3 separate regions of the Mus musculus genome follow, and regions 2 and 3 are each linked to region 1. The links are chromatin contacts, called in public promoter capture Hi-C maps. All regions are on one chromosome and are shown on one strand. Each heading gives the region's core, a stretch centred on a gene start, on an enhancer-like site or on the middle of the called end of the contact. The rest is flanking DNA. Distances are from core to core; before and after follow the strand shown.

Region 1 (3,166 bases), core at 340-2,839:
GACATTTTTCCAGATACAGTCTGTATCAGAAATATGCCCCCCCCCAGCGCTGTCCAATCTTATTCTCACAAAGCCCTAGAGGAGCAGTGAGGAAGACTTGAAAGGAAAACGGATGTTCACGTTCCGAGCAACTCTCCACTTTAGACGTGCATGAAATTATAGCATAAAAGGAGTACACTAATCTCCCAAAGGTGAGTTCCATCAGCTATTTGGTTTAATCGCACTTGCCAGACACTCTGAAATTACTGATTTGCTGAGGCCAAGAGAAACAGCCTAGTCCTTGGCATGAACTTCAGCTTCCCCCTTCCCCCGGCCCCCTAGGGCCTTTTTCCCTCTGCTGCATGGTCAGACAATTGTTTGATTCCCACTGATCACCATCAAGTTATTCACAGGGGGGGTCAAGAGTCAGTATTCCTAGCCTAGAGCATGCTACATCATACACAACAAATACAGTTTTACCCCAACTTCCTAGGAACCTTCATTCATTTATGAAAGCCACTATCACTTGCTGAACGGTCCATTCATTGCCCCTCACTGGGATTCCTGCCTGTCTGACCCCTTTAGGGCAGGTAACCGCGCATACTGCCTTCACTTAAAGTACCAAGTCAAAAGAAAAGAAAATGACCAACCCAGCATGAGATCCCGAAGCCAGAGTCCCTCCACTGCGCTTTCACAGCAAACCTTGATAGCGAAGCTCTACAAACAGTATAAAATCCAGTACCAAGATAAATTCCTGCGGCTCCGGTAGAAAACATAGTTACCTCCAGAACTTAATCTGCTTCTGCAGTAGGCCAGCCATGTGCGGCGGAACTCCATAGTTTCAAGCACACTTTTTAGCCGGACGTGGACGGCACCACCTACAGCCAGGTACCCAAACTCCTCCACAAGCCCAGGTAACTTATAAACTAGGCGAACCTGAGTACTTTCCCAGCAAGTCCAAAGGCTGAGGGCAGCTGCGCGCCTTGCAGGTGTCTCCGCAATTAAGCGCGACGCCCGGCAGAGCGCTCGGAAGTTATTGGGGGGAGGCTCTCCGGGGGCGCGTTCAGAAGCAGGTGCAGGGGAACCTGCGCACCCGCTCCCATACCCACCCCAAGAGCTCAGGGGCCGGGGAGCAGGCCCAACCAGCCTGGCCAGAGCCACACACCCCGGAAAGAGGACGGTCCCCGGGGCCCGCCTCCCAACCTGGGTACCCGGAGCCAACACACCTCGATCCTAATTTACGACTCCGGCGCTTTGTGCCCAGCAGCCCGTGCGCTGCACAATGCGTGAACTCGGGGGTCCGGGGCCACCCCCCGCCGGGCCGCATGACTGTGCAGCCCCGGCCCGGCAAAAGCGCCGGGCCGAGCGGGGCCGAGCGGCAGCCCGGCCTGGTTAAAGATGGCGAGGCCCTCGCGTGGCTCCCGCGGCCGCCCGGACCACAATGAAAGCGCCGGCCCCGCTGCGGGCCTCACCTTCCATCTCCATGTCCTCGGGCTCGCTCAGCTGCTGCTCGCCCGCTTTCTGCTGCTGCTGCTGCTGCTGTTGGTGGTTCATGTCGGCCGCGGCCTGGGCCTCGCCTGCGGCCGGAGGCCCGGGCTGCGGGCCCGGCGGGCGGGCGGCTGCTAGCAGAGGCGGCGGCGGCGGCGGCGGCGGGGCGGCCTCCTCCTCTTCCTACCCGCGCGTCGTCGGCGGCGGCGGCCCCGGGGCGGCCCGCGGCGGGCGGCGGCGGCGGCGGCGGCGGCAGGGAGACGCGCACGTACTTGCTCGCGATTCGCCCAATCTCGGCGCCGAGGCGGGCGGGCGGCGGCGGGCCGAGCCGGGCGGCCTCCTCGCTCGCTGCGGCCGCCGCTGCCGCCGCCGCCGCCGCCGCCGCAGGGCCCGCCTCCCGCCGCCGGGGCCGGGGCTGCGGGGCCGCGGGCCGGCCGGGGGCGGAGGGCGGCCGGGCGGGGGCCGCGTAGTCAGCCCCGCCTCGGACCGGGCGCGGAAGGCTGGAGGCCGGGCGGGCCGCGGCGAGCCTGCGGGCCCGGGTGTGGGCTGCGGCGGCGACCGCTGAGGCTGCGCGGGCGGGTGACCGGCTGGCCGCGCTCGGGGCGCTGAGGCCTCCGCCTCCTCGGCGTCGTCGTCGGGGCTCCGGCAGCGGACGCGGCGCCCGGCGGCTCGGCTCGGCTCAGCTCGCTCTCAAAATGGCGGCGGCGTGAAATGTCACATCCGCATGGGGGGCGAGAGCGGAGCGAACGAGACGAGGGCGGGCGGCGGGCGGAGCGGGAGGCGGAGCGGGAGGCGGAGCAGGGAGCGGCCCGCCCGCCGCCACCGAGGAGCACCCACCCCGCGCGCCGGCCGCCCGCCCGCCAGCCCTGCTGGAGCGGGGCGCCGGGGTCTCCTCTGTGAGGCAGCGGAGCGCAGCCCAGGGCCGCGGGGCTCCGGCTGAGGGTAGGGGTGCTCGCGGGAACTGGGCTGGACAAGGAGCCCAAGGCGCGGCGCCGTTTTACGGCCCGTAACCGGCCCCGGGATTCTCACCCGGGCAAATACGTGGGAAACTTAACTCTTTTGCACCCTAGATCCAATAAGGCAAAGTGTAGTCCTTCGGCTCTCACCTATCCCAGCATTCATTTATTTCCTCTCTAGGAGATCAGGTTGGCCACGATCGTCCACTGGGAAAGAGTCTCTCGGGTAGTCCAAGCTGGCCTGGAACTTTTCATGGTGCTTGATGGACACCTGATCCTCCTGCGTCTACCTTTCTAAGTTTTAGGAGTCAAATTTTTTTAAAAGCGAACTTTTCAATACAAGAAATTTGAAGAGGGAAAATCTGATTGATTTAAGGCCTAAGCGCCAACTGACTTGGGGGGGGGGGGGTAGCACATGCCTTTTTAATCCCAGAATTTGGGAGGCGGAGGCAGAGGCTGAGGCAGTAGGATCTCTTCGAATTGGAGGCATGGCCAAGCCAACCAGGACTCAAACAAATCAACAACAAAACAAGAACATCTTGGCCTGAACGCTTCCCATCAAGGAACTTCCTCCTACCAGGTCCCAAAGGCACCTGATTCACCAGAAACCTGCCCCTTCCTCCTTCCCAAGGTCACCCAGAGTTGGGTGCAGGGGGTTGGGATAGTCGTACTGCAAATACTATTGAACAACTTGCTTTCACAAAAAATTAATTAGTAATAATAAAAAAAGAGCCTTTTCTAGC
Region 2 (3,166 bases), core at 185-2,684, 330 kb before region 1:
GTGTCACAGAAAGGCTATGATGTCATTGGTGACTATAGTGGTGTCATTTGATGACAATGTCCTGCGAGGATGGTGACATTGTGAAGGTATGATGTCATGATGCTGAGAACAGTGTTGTCATCTAATAACACGCACCAATGGCCGTGAAACCCACTGACGCACTGGCAGCTCCTGCAGTTCCTTCAGCCCAAGGATCCCCACCTCCCATCCTGGGCTGCAGTCCCCAGTGACTCCTGCTGAGTACTGCCAAGCTCCACACTAGGCTGGGCGAGGGCTGACATCTGGCCTTCAAGCTGGGCACAGACACAGAGGTGAGCATCTGAGGATGAAACTGTGGTTTCGAGGGATGTTCGTACTGGTTGTGCCTGCCCCTCTTCCTCTGGGGGCCTCCCGACACCCCTGGAGAAGTACAGAGGACCAACACTGCCCAGCTGAGTGGTCCAGGGGGTCTCTAGCCTCTGAGATACATCTGTTAACATTTCCAAAGTGAGCCCCTAGCCCAGAAACTCCTTGTACCAGAAAACCTTTCCTATGGAGAATTAGGCAGTACTCTTCCCAAATCCTCCACTTCCCTCCTCCACCCCAACTCCCCTCTCTCACTTCCCTCTCCTCCACCTCCACCCCAACCCTCCCACATGCCCTTCTTCACCTCCACTCCCCTCCTCCTCCACTCTCTGTTCCCCCCTCCATCCCTTCTTTCCTACCCCCTCCACTTCCTTCTTTAACCCCTCCCTCCACTTCTCCCTGCACTCTACTCTCACCGACCCCCTCTATTCACACACACTGGCTGGAGTGACTCACTCAGGAAACCTTCCCTCCTTGGTGCTGGGACCCCAGAGCTCTGACTTCTCCCTGGTGCTACCCACTGTGTCCTCCTGTCTGGGTCCAGGTTGTGTGAAGCTTAAGGTAGCATCTGAGGTAGAAGGACCCCACAGGACCCTGGGACGCTGTGCTGGCAGACAGGGTGACTCTTCTTTTCTTTTCTTTTCTTTTCTTTTTTTTTTTTTTTTTTTTTTTTTTGGTTTTTCGAGACAGGGTTTCTCTGTGTAGCCCTGGCTGTCCTGGAACTCACTCTGTAGACCAGGCTGGCCTCGAACTCAGAAATCCGCCTGCCTCTGCCTCCCAAGTGCTGGGATTAAAGGCGTGTGCCACCACCGTGACAGGGTGACTCTTGAAGAGCCAAGCATGCCCGTGTCTCTGTGCACCTTTGCACACGTTATCCCACCTCTCTGATCCACCCAGCATCTTCTCACAAAGAAGAGAAGCTGATCCAAAGGGCAGGGCCAAGGACAAAATGAAGCCAGAGGAGGCGCAGGGTGAGGCAGAGCTCAAAAACTACCGGGTGACTAGGATTGGTGTTTATTTCAGGTGATAAGGGCTCCACACTCCCTCTCTTCCGGACTACCAGAAGCACACACATGCGCACATCACAGCAGACTGGGCAGCCCAGATAGCACAAAGACAGCAGCCAGGGGGCACTCATCCTCAGCGAGCCACCACTGGCTTTCTGGCTTCTGTCAATGGTATTTGAGTAAGAAAAGGTTGCCATCCACTGAGATGGGTCCAAAAGGCCCTGCGCCTCCTGGGTTGGCCAAACTCAGATGGCTTGGTCCTGCCTCTGGCTCAGGCTGAGCGCACGCGCCGCTGCCAGGAAGACCACCCCAGTGAGCAGCTCAGATACAAAGCTAATCCAGCCGAGGGCCAGAGACCAGCCAAAGCGTATATCCACCTGATCCAGCAGGGCCCTCTCCTCCAGGAGGCATACTGCCTCTCGGAAGGCAACTGCTGAGTACGCAATGTAGATGCTGATTCCAGTGAGGGTCACCATGGCTGCAGGGAAAGACAGGGACAGTCATTCAGGACCTCTTGGTCTGCTCCTCCTCCTCCTCCACCCAGTTCCCTCCTGAACCCCCACCCCTTCTCTCCTCCACCCCCTCAGCTTCCTTCCTCACTCTTCTTTCAACTCCTCTTCCTCTCACCTCCTCCGTCCTTCCTGCCTCCATCCTTCTCCATTGTGCCTGAGAAGTCCTGGAAAGAAGCTATGTCTGCCAAGGCGGGTTGATTAAGACTTCGATGATGTAGATTTGTCCGTCCCCGCCAAAGGGCTTATCGGGCTGTCAGCAAGCCAGCCCTAGAGCAGCCTTCTCCGCATCTTACTTAAACTCACCTATCCAAATGTACCCACCGATGGACCACTTATGGCTTTCTTTATTCGTTGCCATAAAACGTTCCATGAATTTCTACTTCATTGGAACATGATATTTGTGGAGACGGAAGACCTGAATCTCTGTTCCCAGACCATGGTCACTAATAGTCAGCTCCAGGAAAAAAGAAAAAGAAAAAAAAAAAAACTTCTATTCTTTTAACATAAGAGCTGGATTTTCTTCACATACACCTCTTTCTCTTCTCTTTCTCCTCCCTCATCTCCCTCCCCCTACCTTCCTCTCCCTCCTCTGTCTCTCTCCTCTTCCCCTCTCCCTCATTATGCAGGTCTGTCCTCCCAGCCAAACTGCTGCCAACATCAGGAGTTCTGCTGGCCTGGAGGGGGCAGAGAGGGTCTTAGCACCCTCACCTGAGGATCTAGCCACCACCATTAGAAGCATTTCTACCCTAATTTTTTGTGGGCTTGTGGGAAGGGTTGGAGGAGATCCGGAGGGGAGAAAAGGGGTAGGCTTCATCTACACAGCCACAGGGAGTCATCACACATGCTGGGTGGGTGCAGACCTCCTGGGGTGGCTGCTTTAAGGTCATCTATGCTCTGCCTCACCCACTGCTCTGCCTGTAAGCCTCATAAACTCACAGGTTCCCCTGGTGAACTTCCGTTGAATCAGTGAATCATTGGGACCCAAGAAGGGGGAAAGATGTGGTTTACAACTTTTCTAGGGAGAAGTTTTAGCAACACCCTCCTGTTTCCTCCCCCTTCCTTCCTCTCATTCTATACACAATACACACACACACACACATACACACACACACAATCATGCCTGGATTGTTCCATGGTTTGGGGGGATCTTAACCTGGGTTCTCTTGCTTACATACCAAATGTTCTTACATGCTGAGCCATTTCCCAGGCCTCTGTCTTTCTTTCCCTTGTAATTCAGGGAGCCAGAGGGCACCCATCTGGGCTGTGGGTCCCACTTTCCCAAGGCCTGTAGCCAGTCATGTA
Region 3 (3,166 bases), core at 177-2,676, 280 kb before region 1:
AGTCGGGTGCTGTTTGTCTCCTGTATGGATAGGAAACTGAGTCTCTGAGACACTAATAACTGGCTCTACCCCAAAATGCATAGCTTGTATTTTTAGGGAAGAGTCCCCAACTCCCAAACCCAAGACATTGTGTTTCCACCATGCTGTCTCCCCATTCCAGGTGCCTGAGGTCCCCTGTAACCTTACAGTTCAGGCTCTGCTGAAGTGGTGTGATCACTAGCAATCACAGCCAGTGGATTCTGGGTGGTTGGAACCAGCCCTGAGTTGGAGATTTCAGACACCGATGAGTGAGAGCAGATTAGAACAGAGTCGATAGGGTATATAAACCTTTGGGGGGGGGGGTGTACATCATTGGCTGAGGCCAGGGTGCTAGGATTGCCTCACTTGCATGAGGAGGAATTCCAGGTACTGCTGGACATGACTTTATAAGGGGAAAGGAGGTTTATCCTGACTACCAACTGGCTAGGTGACCACCAACGGTGGGGCAAAGGTGGAGGCACAGGGCTAAGTGCGCTAGGACACGCGGGGCAGGGCAGGAGGTGAGCAATCCTACTCCTGCAGATCTCCAGCCAGATTTCCAAGGTTCGAACAGGTCTCAACCTCACTCTTGCTCCAGGCCTGCTCCCCACAGGTCTCTGACTCCGCAAACTCATATTACCCCATCATTCCAGCCTCTGTGTAACCCCTTTATCTGTGAGGACAGTCAGTGCTATGAAGCCTGGTTGCCTGGGTCGTGTTCCCTGCGCAAAGCCTCCAGTACCCTCTAAGCTCCTCCAGTGCTTTCCCCGCGGAGCTCAGCATTGCTGCCTGGAACACATTTTCCCAACTGAGAAAGAAGAAATCAAAAATGTTGTTTTTGCACAAGCCACCTTTTCACCCATGGCTAAAATCCTCCCACAGAGCATTAATATCCAAAGCCATTTGGAAAGCAAGCTGGGAACTTGGCCTCCCGGAGACTGTAGTAACTGAATTTGCACCATGAGCCAGAAGTGGCCTGGCTGGGGACAGTGGGAATGAGAGGGCATGAGACAGGCATCTGGGGATTGGAGTTGCCCAACCCCCCCCCCTTCCCCACCAACAAGCAAGTGAGCCTCTGCTTCCTGATCTTCAAAAAGCTTCCCTCGGGGAAGCTGGGGAAAGTAGAGCTGACACCCCTTAGAACACAGCGGGGGCTGAGCCTGTGTGTCCAGCGGATGTGAGAGCCATTCCCTAAGCAGAGCACTGGTAGCTAACCGGAGAAGATGCGACCCTCCCTGCAAGCCTGCCACCCCGCCTCAATTAGATTTGGCTTGCAAAATGTTCCCAAGATGAAAGGAGCTGCCAGGGAGCCAGATAATCAAAGCTTCTTTGTGACCTGAAGTTCCTAGCCTATCACTGGCTGGCAAAGAGAAAATGAGAGGTAGAGAGAGAAGAGGAAATTACAAAAGACCACAAAACAGGATGAGCCTGGGCAAAAGCATCCCCGCCCACTCTCTGACTAGTATAGATAGGGGAGGTGTGGGGGAGAAGTGCAGGGTGAAGGCCTGGTATTAGCCTGTCCATCTCTCCTACATAGGGAAGCTGGCACTCAGCAAGAGTAAGGCTCACTCCCAGATCTGCCCAAGGCTCACACCTTGCCTTTCTTCTACTACTCGGGATGATCCTGACCATATTTTATCCCTTTCTTCAGGGTCTTTCCTGGCCATATTTTATTCCTTTCTCTGTCCTGAACTCTGCTTCCCATCTACCAAGTCAGTCAGCATTTTACACACACACACACACACACACACACACACACACACACACCTCAACCTGTCCCTGGATGTTCCTTACACGATGCCGCTATAGAATCAAGGGTTGTTGAGTAACTAGCTGATGGAGCTGCAGTTTTCTCAAGGATCTGTCCCCTGAGAGACTCCCTGCTCCAGTAGATGGCCTAAACCCATGTATACACAGCCAGCACTAGGTGAATTCAGCAGCTTGGGAGGCTTGGGGAAGGGAGGGGAGAGACAGAGCACGCAAGCATGTGAAGTTGAGAGGGAAGTGTGGAGGAGCAGGAGAGGAATCAGATGGGAGAGAATGGGAGACAGACTTGATCAAAGCGCATTCCATGCACATATGAAATTCTCAAACAATAAAGAATAAAAAAGAGAAGGAGATGAGAAAGCATGTCCAAGGAGATCCCTTGCCACCATCATCCAGGGGCCACGGATGCTTGTGGTCCACTGTGCTGCCAGGTAACTGGATATCAGGCTCACACTGCACATAGAATCTCAAGGGACCAGTTAAAGGTGGGCATGTGGCTCAGGTGATGGCATCGTGGCTTGGGAAGCTGGTGGGCCAAGCTGAAAAGGCTTTTCCTGAGGTGATGACTCGTCAGCTACGGTGTCCTAATTGGAAGCATTAGGACCAGAGTTTGGAGCCCCAGGATCCACATCAGTGCTGGTGGGCATGAAGACCTGCCTCTAAGTCTAAAGAAGACAGGATCCCTGAGCAAGCTGGGTAAGGAGACCAATGTGCCCAAATTCTCTGGGGCTGACTGGGAGACGTTGCCCAGGGCACAAAGTAGAAGGATGACTGAGAATTATCAGCATCAACCTCAGGCCTCTACATACTCACATACATGTGCCCACACACATGTGAAGCATGCATATTCACATATACACAGCACACATGGAAACAAAAAAAAAATCAATGAATATTTTTGTCCTGTGACATAAGTAAGGGAGTCTGGCCCTCCCTGAAACAGGCCTTGCAAGTATAAGAGCCCTAAATGGAGAGGGTTACAGGCAGGACAAGGTCCAGAGGCAGGAGGATGACTGTTAGCTTGTGTAAGTTATATTCTAACTAGTCCATTCTGTGGGATTTTCTATATGTCCCACTCCCAGCAATGTTCTGGGTACTTTGCAAGCACCAGCACAAACTACAAAGAACATAAAGTCTCTTTGCCTAATCTGACAATGTTAACCAGCCTTGGACCCACTACTCTCTCAAAAGTTTCAAATGGGACAACTTTGCACTCCCTTCAAGGAATGAGCTGGGCAGTGTTTAGAATGTGGCTGGGTCTGTGTCACTCCATCGCTCACAGGTAGGGAGTTATAGTGATTTGAACACATTATGTGTAGTACTTTGAGCTCTTCAAGAGGTCAACACAGCCTGAGACAGTGGGAAGTGGGGATAAGAACTC

What was found. Promoter capture Hi-C pulls out the DNA fragments that hold promoters and counts their contacts.
Region 2: a promoter capture Hi-C map of pre-B cells shows a contact between it and region 1. The contact joins the enhancer-like site here to the promoter of Usp7 in region 1. A contact is called at or near these places in 7 of 39 promoter capture datasets (the C10 cell line, the HPC-7 cell line, cranial neural crest and 4 more), 1 of 15 datasets of contacts at CTCF or cohesin (the NIH/3T3 cell line), 1 of 484 Hi-C or Micro-C datasets (B cells), 11 of 115 datasets of contacts at active chromatin or transcription factors (astrocytes, bone marrow-derived macrophages, craniofacial prominence and 6 more) and 4 of 9 other capture datasets (adipose tissue, embryonic stem cells, liver and 1 more).
Region 3: a promoter capture Hi-C map of the HPC-7 cell line shows a contact between it and region 1. The contact joins the enhancer-like site here to the promoter of Usp7 in region 1. A contact is called at or near these places in 10 of 39 promoter capture datasets (the C10 cell line, the HPC-7 cell line, cranial neural crest and 7 more), 2 of 115 datasets of contacts at active chromatin or transcription factors (bone marrow-derived macrophages and memory CD8 T cells) and 2 of 9 other capture datasets (adipose tissue and liver).

Annotation. Positions count from the first base shown.
Region 1 is chr16:8,736,753-8,739,918 of GRCm38.p6, forward strand. Usp7 (ubiquitin specific peptidase 7) reads right to left here and starts at 1,590. Exons shown (of 31, transcript NM_001003918.2): 1 at 1,452-1,590. The coding sequence starts at 1,533.
Region 2 is chr16:8,407,932-8,411,097 of GRCm38.p6, forward strand. It overlaps Tmem114 (transmembrane protein 114), which reads right to left. Exons shown (of 4, transcript NM_029070.2): 4 at 1,345-1,830. The coding sequence ends at 1,598. Among named protein-coding and RNA genes, the nearest start is that of Gm24579, 6.7 kb to the left of the region's middle. Within about 2 kb of position 1,435, at least 10 of the 459 cell types and tissues checked have an H3K27ac peak or open chromatin away from gene starts, as enhancers often do.
Region 3 is chr16:8,453,940-8,457,105 of GRCm38.p6, forward strand. No RefSeq gene overlaps it. Among named protein-coding and RNA genes, the nearest start is that of Mettl22, 15 kb to the right of the region's middle. Within about 2 kb of position 1,427, at least 41 of the 459 cell types and tissues checked have an H3K27ac peak or open chromatin away from gene starts, as enhancers often do. A contact at or near this core is called in the HPC-7 cell line and memory CD8 T cells, where this site is marked.